3 separate regions of the Mus musculus genome follow, and regions 2 and 3 are each linked to region 1. A link is a contact called in public HiChIP or PLAC-seq data. All regions are on one chromosome and are shown on one strand. Each heading gives the region's core, a stretch centred on a gene start, on an enhancer-like site or on the middle of the called end of the contact. The rest is flanking DNA. Distances are from core to core; before and after follow the strand shown. Region 1 overlaps Armc9 (armadillo repeat containing 9). Region 2 holds the start of B3gnt7 (UDP-GlcNAc:betaGal beta-1,3-N-acetylglucosaminyltransferase 7). Region 3 holds the start of Psmd1 (proteasome (prosome, macropain) 26S subunit, non-ATPase, 1).

Region 1 (2,700 bases), core at 3-2,502:
TAGTGTTTGCAGTGCGTAACAATAGAAGACCTTCCAGGTGTGCCAGGAGTGTCCCCTGACCAAGGTCATGCAAAGACTGAAAAGCTCCTTCAGAACAATAAGTCCATAGACAACAGAAAACAATCACTGATTTCTACAATGATTTCTTCAAGGTCAAGGCACTTCCAGAAAACTACTGTCACTGATGTCTACCCTAGTCACTGATGTCTACCCTGGAGACAGTGAAAAGCAACTGTTTCCTTCTGAGGTTTACCCTAGAGTGATTCTACTAGCATTCCTATGACAGGGTTCCCAGAAATTGGAGTTACAGATGGTTGTGAGCCACCATATTAGTGCTAGGAATGGAACCTTTATCCTCTGTAAGAGCAGCAAGTACCCTTAACTGCTGAGCCATGTCTCCAGCCCTCCACGAGACTTCCCAGTGTTAATATTTTACACAAGCCCTATGCAGTTAGCAAACTCAAAAAGTCAGCATGGGTTTAGGGAGTTGGACTTACGTGACTGACACAGCCTATAATCACTGTACTTGGGAGGCTGAGGTGGGAGGGTCAGCCTGGGCCACACAGTGAGACTCTGTTTGAACACAGAAACTAAAACAAAACCTAGTATGTAATTTTTTTCTTATTATGTAAGTAATTCATGCTTATTACAGAAAATTTGCATACCACTGAAATCTAAGAAGAATTAAATTTAGCTACATAAAATCCATCCAGCATTACAGGCAGGGCTGATCTGGCTGACACTGGAATTCTGGGAGCTGAGTTGGGTGGCAGTTGGGCCACTTCAGGATCCTTTGGTCTAAGCAGGTGTCCTGACTGATTGATGCTCAGGAGATGTAATGGCATGCCCGCCCTTTGCCCCTTTCTTCTCTTTGAACTTGCTGCGGTGCTGGGTGCTTCGCAGGAAGCTGAAGGATGTCCCGCTACTGCCCTCCCTGGATTATGAGAAGCTGAAGAAGGATTTGATCTGGGGGAGTGACCGCTTGAAAGCCTTCTTGTTGCAGGCTCTGCGCTGGGTAGGTACCTTCCCCTTGAAGTTAAAAACAAAAAGCAGAGAGGCCAAGCCAACACTGCTTTTCTTGATTGGCGACCTGGTAACTTGGCTGGAATCACGTAACCCCTGTACTAAAAATCCCTTCCTGCTACCTGCCAACACCAAGACCTGAGGTCAAAAGCTGCTCACTGGCTCCAGCCAGGTGTGGGAGCACCAGCCTTTTACTCCAGTTTACAGAAGGCAGGGGGAGCTAGAGGTCTGTAAATTCAGGACCAGCCTGCTCTACACAGCAGGAGCTAGACCAGCCAAGGCTACATCGTAAGGCCCTTCCCCCAACCCCAGCAAGAAAATCAGCTCCTGAAACAGGCCTTAGTCTTACTGTGACACATTCTATATTGTTGTCAACTGACGTCACCTGTCACCTTCATGTGTGATGTGGCAGCCACCCCTGCCTGGTCACATGCTGTATTCAACTTGGGGCCTGCATTTTAGTTAGAGTATGTAGGCAGGCCCAGCCAATCACGACTCCAGAGAGCCCTGGGAACAGATACTGATCAGTAGCCACACTGGGTAGGCCTCAGGACAAACACAAGTCTCATCTGGGTTCCCATGCCTCCTCAGTCTGGGTTGACCGGTTGCAGCCTGGGTCAGTTTTCAAGCATTCCAGACCCCTCTGCATTTTCAAGTTATATGCCCAGAGTTCTCTGAACTACACTTTGAGAATCTTTCACCAAACAATCCTTTCAAACTCACCCCAGAGTACTGTCAGGCTCCTTGGTGGATCCCCATAGTTCAGAGAACCCTGGGGCCAGAATTCTTCAAGTAGCCTCACTACCCTTGAGTAGAAATAGTCCTCAGCGGTGCTTAGCATCCTAACCTGGCCTCATTGGGAACTACGAGGGATACTGGGGACCCAAGGGAACCCTGCGGTCTCTGCTTTGGTTTGTAAGGGCCTGTTGACCAGGTGGGTGGGCAGGGAGAGTGATCAACCAGGACTGCCCACCCTGGTCTGCTCATGTTACCACACTCACCCTGCTTGGCCACCCAGCTGGGATGCAGTCCATTCACTCCCTGGGCTTCTTGCTGAGAAAGGGCTTCCCTTAGAGGAGAAAACTTTAATAATCAGATAATCAGAAAAGGATTGCTTTGCCTTTGTTTCTCTCCAGTTCCCATGCACCCTCATGGCTCCATAGTAATTTCCCCAAGTGACATTTTAAGTAGTCCTTTAGCAGCCCCATCTTCTGTGGTGATCAGGTCAGTTAATAGTTCTTCCCTCCCTCTGAAGGCCTTTCCTTCTTCCTGTCTGTGGTGTCTATTGGCTGTGGCCTGGCTTTTGCCCATGCTGCAAACCAGGATGTGTCAAGCACACCACATTGTCCTCAGGCAGAAGCCGATTCTGAACCACAAGGTGTTTATTTTCCTGGAAAAGCAATCACATTTGCTCTTGTCAGGTACACAGCTTTCTCCTGTCCTAACACAGACTGCCATGTGCAGCGTGGGCAAGGGCCAGGTCAGAGCCAGGAGACACAAAGACAGGAGGAAGGAGAGGCCTTCAGAGGGAAGGAGGAGCTGCTAGCTGACCAGATCACCACTGAAGAGGGATTGCTAAAGGACTGTGCCAAAAATGTCGCATGGAGGATTGCTGTGGAGCCACATACTTCCCTCCAAATCTTCTTCCTTATGGACATTACATGAATTCATATAGCA
Region 2 (2,784 bases), core at 124-2,623, 110 kb after region 1:
ACCAAGCTAAGACAACCAGGACTGAAGACTGAGGACCGGTGTGACCTGGGACTAGTGGGACTGCAGTGACTCCTAGGGGCAGGCAGCCAGGCCTGTGAGACTTACACTTCAGGCCAGGGCTTCTTGAGGACTTAAAAGGGGCATTGTCCCAGGATTCTCCTCTGAATTTTTCATCTGAAGGCCCTTCATCATTTCCGACTGGAGCTTACAAATTCCAGAAAATTCCACTATTTGTTTAAGCACACACCCGAGCCTAAGGATCGCTAAGGGAAGGACAAAAGTAATCTTCACCCTTAGGACTCCCTGGGACTTTCTGTCTCCCTGTATTCCCTGGGAGAGGAACAGCATTGCAGAAAGGTATTGAGTTCCCCAGTCCTACTATCTGATAGAAATGCCTGAGCCGGGACTCAGGGACCACCTCCTGAGCCAGGCAGACCTCCTGGGTTTGAATAGTAAGGTTGTGACTTCATCTAAGGGTGTGTGTCCCTGACTCTAACTCCTGGTAAGATAGGAACAAACCATAGCACACGTCTCCAGAACCAAGTGAGCCACTGATGCCGGGGACCTAGAACCAGGCTTGACAGATAGGAAGTGCTGGAATGTAAAAAGTCCTGTGGGTATTTCTGAAGCGACCCCAGACCCCCAGACATCTGGATGACAGAAGGACCAGTAAGCAGCCTTATCTACCAGAAATGTTCCCAAGTCACCCAGAGGAGGCATCAAGGTGTCCCCTCCCTCCCTGTACTGTGATTGTGGTGTGTAGCCCACTCCCAAGAGAAAATGGTGCTCACACCGCAGAATAATAAAAACCTGGAGACAAAAAAAAAAAAAAAGTGGGGGTGCGGTTAAGTGAAGGATTTGTTGGCAATACAAGAAGGAGGTTTTTGTTTGTTTTGAGACAAGAGTCTCATTAGGGAGACCTTGCTGGCCGGGAACTCACCATGTAGACCAGGCTGGCCTTAAACTCGCAGAAATCCACCAACTGGGATTAAAAGCACATGCGAACACGCTAGCAAAAGAATGGACTTTTTGCAGAGGATAATAAGCCTTCTCACTGGGGGGTGGTAATGCAGAAAGAGTGGGAAACCCAGAGCTGGATTGACCTGAGCTGGCTGGGGGTCTAACACAGGCAACCCAGCATCATCTTCTCTTGAGATCGCCGCCCAGGCCTAAGCGAGCCCGGGAAGAAGAAAAGTAGACAGGGCAGAGATAAGGTAACTTTAGGGAAACAGCCTTTATCCACCTCCCTCCACTCTACACACCCAGGGCTACTCCAGAAGGAAGCAACCAGGCCGCTAGGCGCCGGGTGGGCGTGGAGGTGGGCGGTGTCCGACGTCCCCACGTGTCCCGAAGGAGGCGAGGCGGGCGACCCCGTGAAGGCCCAGCAGCGGGGAAGTCGCCGCCTCAGGATGTTGGCGATCTTCAAGGTCTCTGAGATTCTGGCTCTTCCCTTCGCGTTCCCGTGGGGCGTGCCTCTGAGGTGGCCAGGGCTGAACGGAGTTGCTGTCCCCACAGTGAGCCGGGGCACAAAGGGTTAACCTACCTGGGCCACCGCCCCTGAGGCCCCTCCTCCAGCCGCAGGGAAAAAAAGAAAGTCTCAGCGGGGGTGCGGCTCGGCCTCGTCCCGCTGTCCCCAGCCGCGGCGCTCAGAGCTGTGATCCGTGCGCCCCGCTCAGCTGCCCTGGACCGGGCCGCCATGTCTCTGTGGTGAGTCGGGGTCCCGGTGGGGCGCAGAGTACCTCCGAGCTTCACCTCCTCCCGGGGCCGCAGACTGCAAGGGATGCACGCTAGGTGTCCTGAGGCCGACCCCAGTTTCCCCGGGCAGCGAGGGTGGCGGGAGATGCGGAGCAGGGCGCGCCGCCGGAGCGGCAGATGGGATGTGGGAGATGCGAGGCGCACGCTTGGCTCTGCGGCCACGACTCCGGCAGCCTGTATGCAACGTCTCTCTAGCCTTGGGGTTTCACTAGCAGACACACACACACCCGACCCCTCCGGTCCCTCTTCCCTCCTGTGGCCTCTTCTCCGGACCGCCTCGACCCTTCTCCTTCCCCGGCTTTGCTCTTACTAATGGAGTGGATTGGTATGTGCGAGCCAGGGCCCTGAGGCTGGTTCTTACCCGGACTCCGGAGCTACGACGTGGAGCTTCTTTAGAACCCTGAGGACTGGAGTACTGGGTTCAGAATTCTCTTACTTCCATTCCCAGCAGCGCGCCTCCAGTCATTTCTGTCTTTCTCCATCCAACCTGGTAACCAGGAAGTCATGGGGCTCTTGAGGAAAGCTCGATGAATGTGGGTAGGAGGACTTAACATTCACTCACCCTGCGCCTCCGCAGGCTTAAAACCTGGCGTTATCTACTACGTGCTTCGTGGGCCCCTGGCTCTTGTACCTCCCAGACTTGGAGGTGAGAACCATCTCTCTGCTGGCCCAGTCCTGGAAAGTCATGAGTCTCCCAGTGTGAGCTAAGGAGGGAAGGTTCTTGGGGAAGGGGGCACAGGCAGGATCATTCCTGAGAAGAGCTAGGATTTCTGCCTCTGAAAAGGGTGTGCTGGGCTTACTTGACCAGGTAGGGGCCCCGGAAAGTGGGTTTTCGTCCCCAGGACTGAAGGGCTAGGCACCTCATTGCTTTGTGTAGAATATAAAGGTAAGGATAAGGAGTCGTGATGGGATCTGTCCACTTCCCTTCGAGACTTCCCAATTAGAGCAAGAAAGGCTCGCTTCTGTTGAGTCAGTGGGGGCTGCTAACCCACTCCCCACTGCAGCCCACAAGGAGACTCCCCAAAAGCT
Region 3 (2,700 bases), core at 117-2,616, 120 kb before region 1:
TTAGAGACAGGCTTTCTATTTTTAAAGAGGTATTTATTACTTATTTGTGTGTGTCTATGTGCCCATGAGTATAGGTACCTGTGGAGGCCAAAAGAGAGCATCAAACCCCCTGGAGCTGGAGTTACAAGTAGTTGTGAGCTACTCGATGTGGGTGCTCAGAATTGTACTTGGGTTCTCTGGAAGCTTAACCACTAAAGGCAACTCTCCGAACTGCCACCAACCCAGCCTTTTTAAGACAGGGTCTCACAATTGACTCCTCCTTCACTAGAATTCACTATGGAGATGAGGCTGGCCTGGAACTCACAGAGATCTGCCTACCATTGCCTCCCAAGGGGTGTACCACCATGTTTGACACCTGGACAGTCTATTTTTGTGTATGTTCATATTTGGGGGGAGGGGGGCCTTCGCTGGATGAGGCTGTACGAAAGACACAGGCATGGAGGCAAGTTTGTGTCAAACATATACACATGTATATGTATATACACATATATACACATATACGCAAGTAGGCCGGAGGTTGACATTGGGTGTCTTCCTCAATTGCTCTCCCACTCTTCCTTCCCTACCCCCACACTCCTCAAGGTCTTACTTTGTAGCTCTGGCTGTCCTGGAACCCACTTGTAGGCCAGGCTGGCCTTAAATCCACAGAGATCTTCCTGCCTTTTCCTCTGCTTCTTGAGTGCTGTGATTAAGGTGTGAACCACAACACCCAGCCACTTTATTTTTTGGAAACAAGAGTCTCTTACTAGACCAGGAGCTCACCAACCGGCTACACAGGCCGGCCAGCAAGCCCCAGATATCCACCTGCCTTCACCTCCCCCAGCACTGGGTTTACACCGGCCACTGGGAATCCTAACTCAACTTCAGGTCTTCATGCTTTTATGGCAACCACTTAAGCGACCAAGTCGCCTTTCCAGCATTATCCCACCACCACCTTCCCCTACTTTGATAGCAGATCTTTTATAGCCCAGGCTGGCCTCGAATTCAAGATCCTTCTGCCTCAGTCGCTTTTCTAAGAAAATACTTCCCTGTAGTCTTGGGTTGGTGGGCATTATTGCAGTGAGACCTCCATAGCCTTAGGTGGCGCTGCGAGCAATGCTTATACCTCCCCTAACACTCATTCTCTTAGCAATGGCGGGTGATGAGTGGGCCTCTCTTTGCAAGGGTGTCTATTTTGAAGCCTGATTGCAACTAGAAATGAATGTCCGTTCGCAGCCGGCCAGATCTCTGACTTCACGGAGAGTTATAAAAAACAACGACATGTTTTTTTACCTTGTTGCATGATCTCGAGAGGCGGAAGCTGCATAAAAGACACAGCGTGGCGGTGAATTTGAGCCAAGCCTCAGGCGGAGATGCGGGCAGCCCTAGGGCGGGCGGGGTCCTCGGCTAGAAGCGAGCCGGCGGCCTGTGGAGGGGACTGACTGAGCAGCGCACCCGGGACCCTGGAGGTGCGGTAGAGCAAGCGGGCCCTGAGCTGACAGATCCAGGGCTTGGCCAGGACTGTGGACGAGTGGATCGGCGAGTGCAGGGCGCAGCCATGATCACTTCAGCCGGTGAGTGCTGCCGGGAGCAGGCGCCCCAGTGAGGAGCCGCCGCCGCGCCGGCGTTTAGCTGAGTCAGGGCGGGTGACTGGGCACCTCCGGGTCGAGCGCCGGCCTGCGAGGCCCCTCTGCCCGAGGCCCACCTCGGGGATCGAGGGCTGGGAAACTGGCCAGGTCACTGCAGGCCCCTGGGGTTCGTAGGAATAGGACCAGGTAGCCACCCGGCCGTCCCTCTCCAGCCACACCCCCGTTCCAGGACCAGACCGGGCTCCTAGGCGGTCGCTGGACCTTTATTCTCTGTCCGCTTCTTGGTCGAGTGACCCCCCAATCCTTCCCCGCAGGTGTTTCGGTTTGGGATGGGCCCCGGTGTCATCGTAAGCATCTTATAGCAGGTCCTGGCCTGGCAGCCTAACTGCTACACTAAGTGCTTCTGGCTTGTGCATGAGATATCTTCTCCTGGAAGTCCGAAATTAGGTTTGAGGTGGCTGGGTTTTTGGTGCTACCGTATTCACCTAAGAACCTCGTTCAGTGAAGGCAGCATTGACTGGAGAGCCACCTTACTGTGTGTGTTTAGATCCTCAGGACTGCAAAGCAGGTTTCGCACACTTGTATGGTAGATACTTGTAATGGCTTTTGAAATGGGAAGGTGTGGAGGGAGATGAACTTCTACATGGAGATTTTTCAAGCCCACTACAGACTTGAACTGCGTATAGCTGTTCCCAGTCTCGATGCTTTCTCAGCCCTGGCTGCTTGCGTACCCTTGCTTGGTTGTTATTCCTATTCTGTACTTGTTCTACAAGTATTTGATTTTGAACAAACGGGTTCTCAGTAGACAGTATGCTGTACGGTGGGGAGGGTCTCACTGTGTAGCTCTAGCTGTCCTCGAACTCACTGTGTAGACCAAGCTGACCTCAAACTCACAGAGATCTCCTGCCCCTGCTTCCTAAATACTAGGATTAAAAATGTGTAGTGTACTACTACACTCTGTGCTGGTTATTTTTAAACACGTGAAGAAGTGTTTGGACTTGAAGTTAGACTTTTGTCCTGATAGAGACAGATGATTGCAATGAATTTTAGTTCCCATCAAAAGAAGCATTTTCTTTTCTTTTTTCCAATTAGCTCTGGAGGAAAATACTAGATTTTTTGCCACTTGTAAGAA

Evidence for each region. HiChIP or PLAC-seq counts read pairs in DNA pulled down with a chosen protein or histone mark.
Region 2: an H3K27ac HiChIP or PLAC-seq map of embryonic stem cells shows a contact between it and region 1, with 54 read pairs. The contact joins the promoter of B3gnt7 here to the enhancer-like site in region 1. A contact is called at or near these places in 9 of 39 promoter capture datasets (the C10 cell line, Sertoli cells, cranial neural crest and 6 more), 7 of 15 datasets of contacts at CTCF or cohesin (CD8 T cells, the G1E-ER4 cell line, embryonic stem cells and 2 more), 54 of 484 Hi-C or Micro-C datasets (B cells, the Ba/F3 cell line, the CH12 cell line and 27 more), 40 of 115 datasets of contacts at active chromatin or transcription factors (the 230-238 cell line, the HPC-7 cell line, T-cell acute lymphoblastic leukemia and 19 more) and 5 of 9 other capture datasets (adipose tissue, embryonic stem cells, liver and 2 more).
Region 3: a contact with region 1 is called in an H3K4me3 HiChIP or PLAC-seq map of bone marrow-derived macrophages, with 3 times the contacts expected there. The contact joins the promoter of Psmd1 here to the enhancer-like site in region 1. A contact is called at or near these places in 2 of 39 promoter capture datasets (the HPC-7 cell line and embryonic stem cells), 1 of 484 Hi-C or Micro-C datasets (nephron progenitors), 7 of 115 datasets of contacts at active chromatin or transcription factors (bone marrow-derived macrophages and embryonic stem cells) and 3 of 9 other capture datasets (adipose tissue, liver and pancreatic islet).

Annotation. Positions count from the first base shown.
Region 1 is chr1:86,187,974-86,190,673 of GRCm38.p6, forward strand. It overlaps Armc9 (armadillo repeat containing 9), which reads left to right. Exons shown (of 25, transcript NM_030184.2): 11 at 904-1,015. Among named protein-coding and RNA genes, the nearest start is that of Armc9, 35 kb to the left of the region's middle. Within about 2 kb of position 1,253, at least 36 of the 459 cell types and tissues checked have an H3K27ac peak or open chromatin away from gene starts, as enhancers often do. A contact at or near this core is called in T-cell acute lymphoblastic leukemia, bone marrow-derived macrophages, embryonic stem cells and 3 more, where this site is marked.
Region 2 is chr1:86,301,848-86,304,631 of GRCm38.p6, forward strand. B3gnt7 (UDP-GlcNAc:betaGal beta-1,3-N-acetylglucosaminyltransferase 7) reads left to right here and starts at 1,374. Exons shown (of 2, transcript NM_145222.2): 1 at 1,374-1,707. The coding sequence starts at 1,697. It overlaps Gm28626 (predicted gene 28626), which reads right to left and starts at 2,213. Exons shown (of 2, transcript NR_151592.1): 1 at 2,117-2,213; 2 at 1,216-1,771.
Region 3 is chr1:86,063,253-86,065,952 of GRCm38.p6, forward strand. Psmd1 (proteasome (prosome, macropain) 26S subunit, non-ATPase, 1) reads left to right here and starts at 1,367. Exons shown (of 25, transcript NM_027357.2): 1 at 1,367-1,553. The coding sequence starts at 1,538.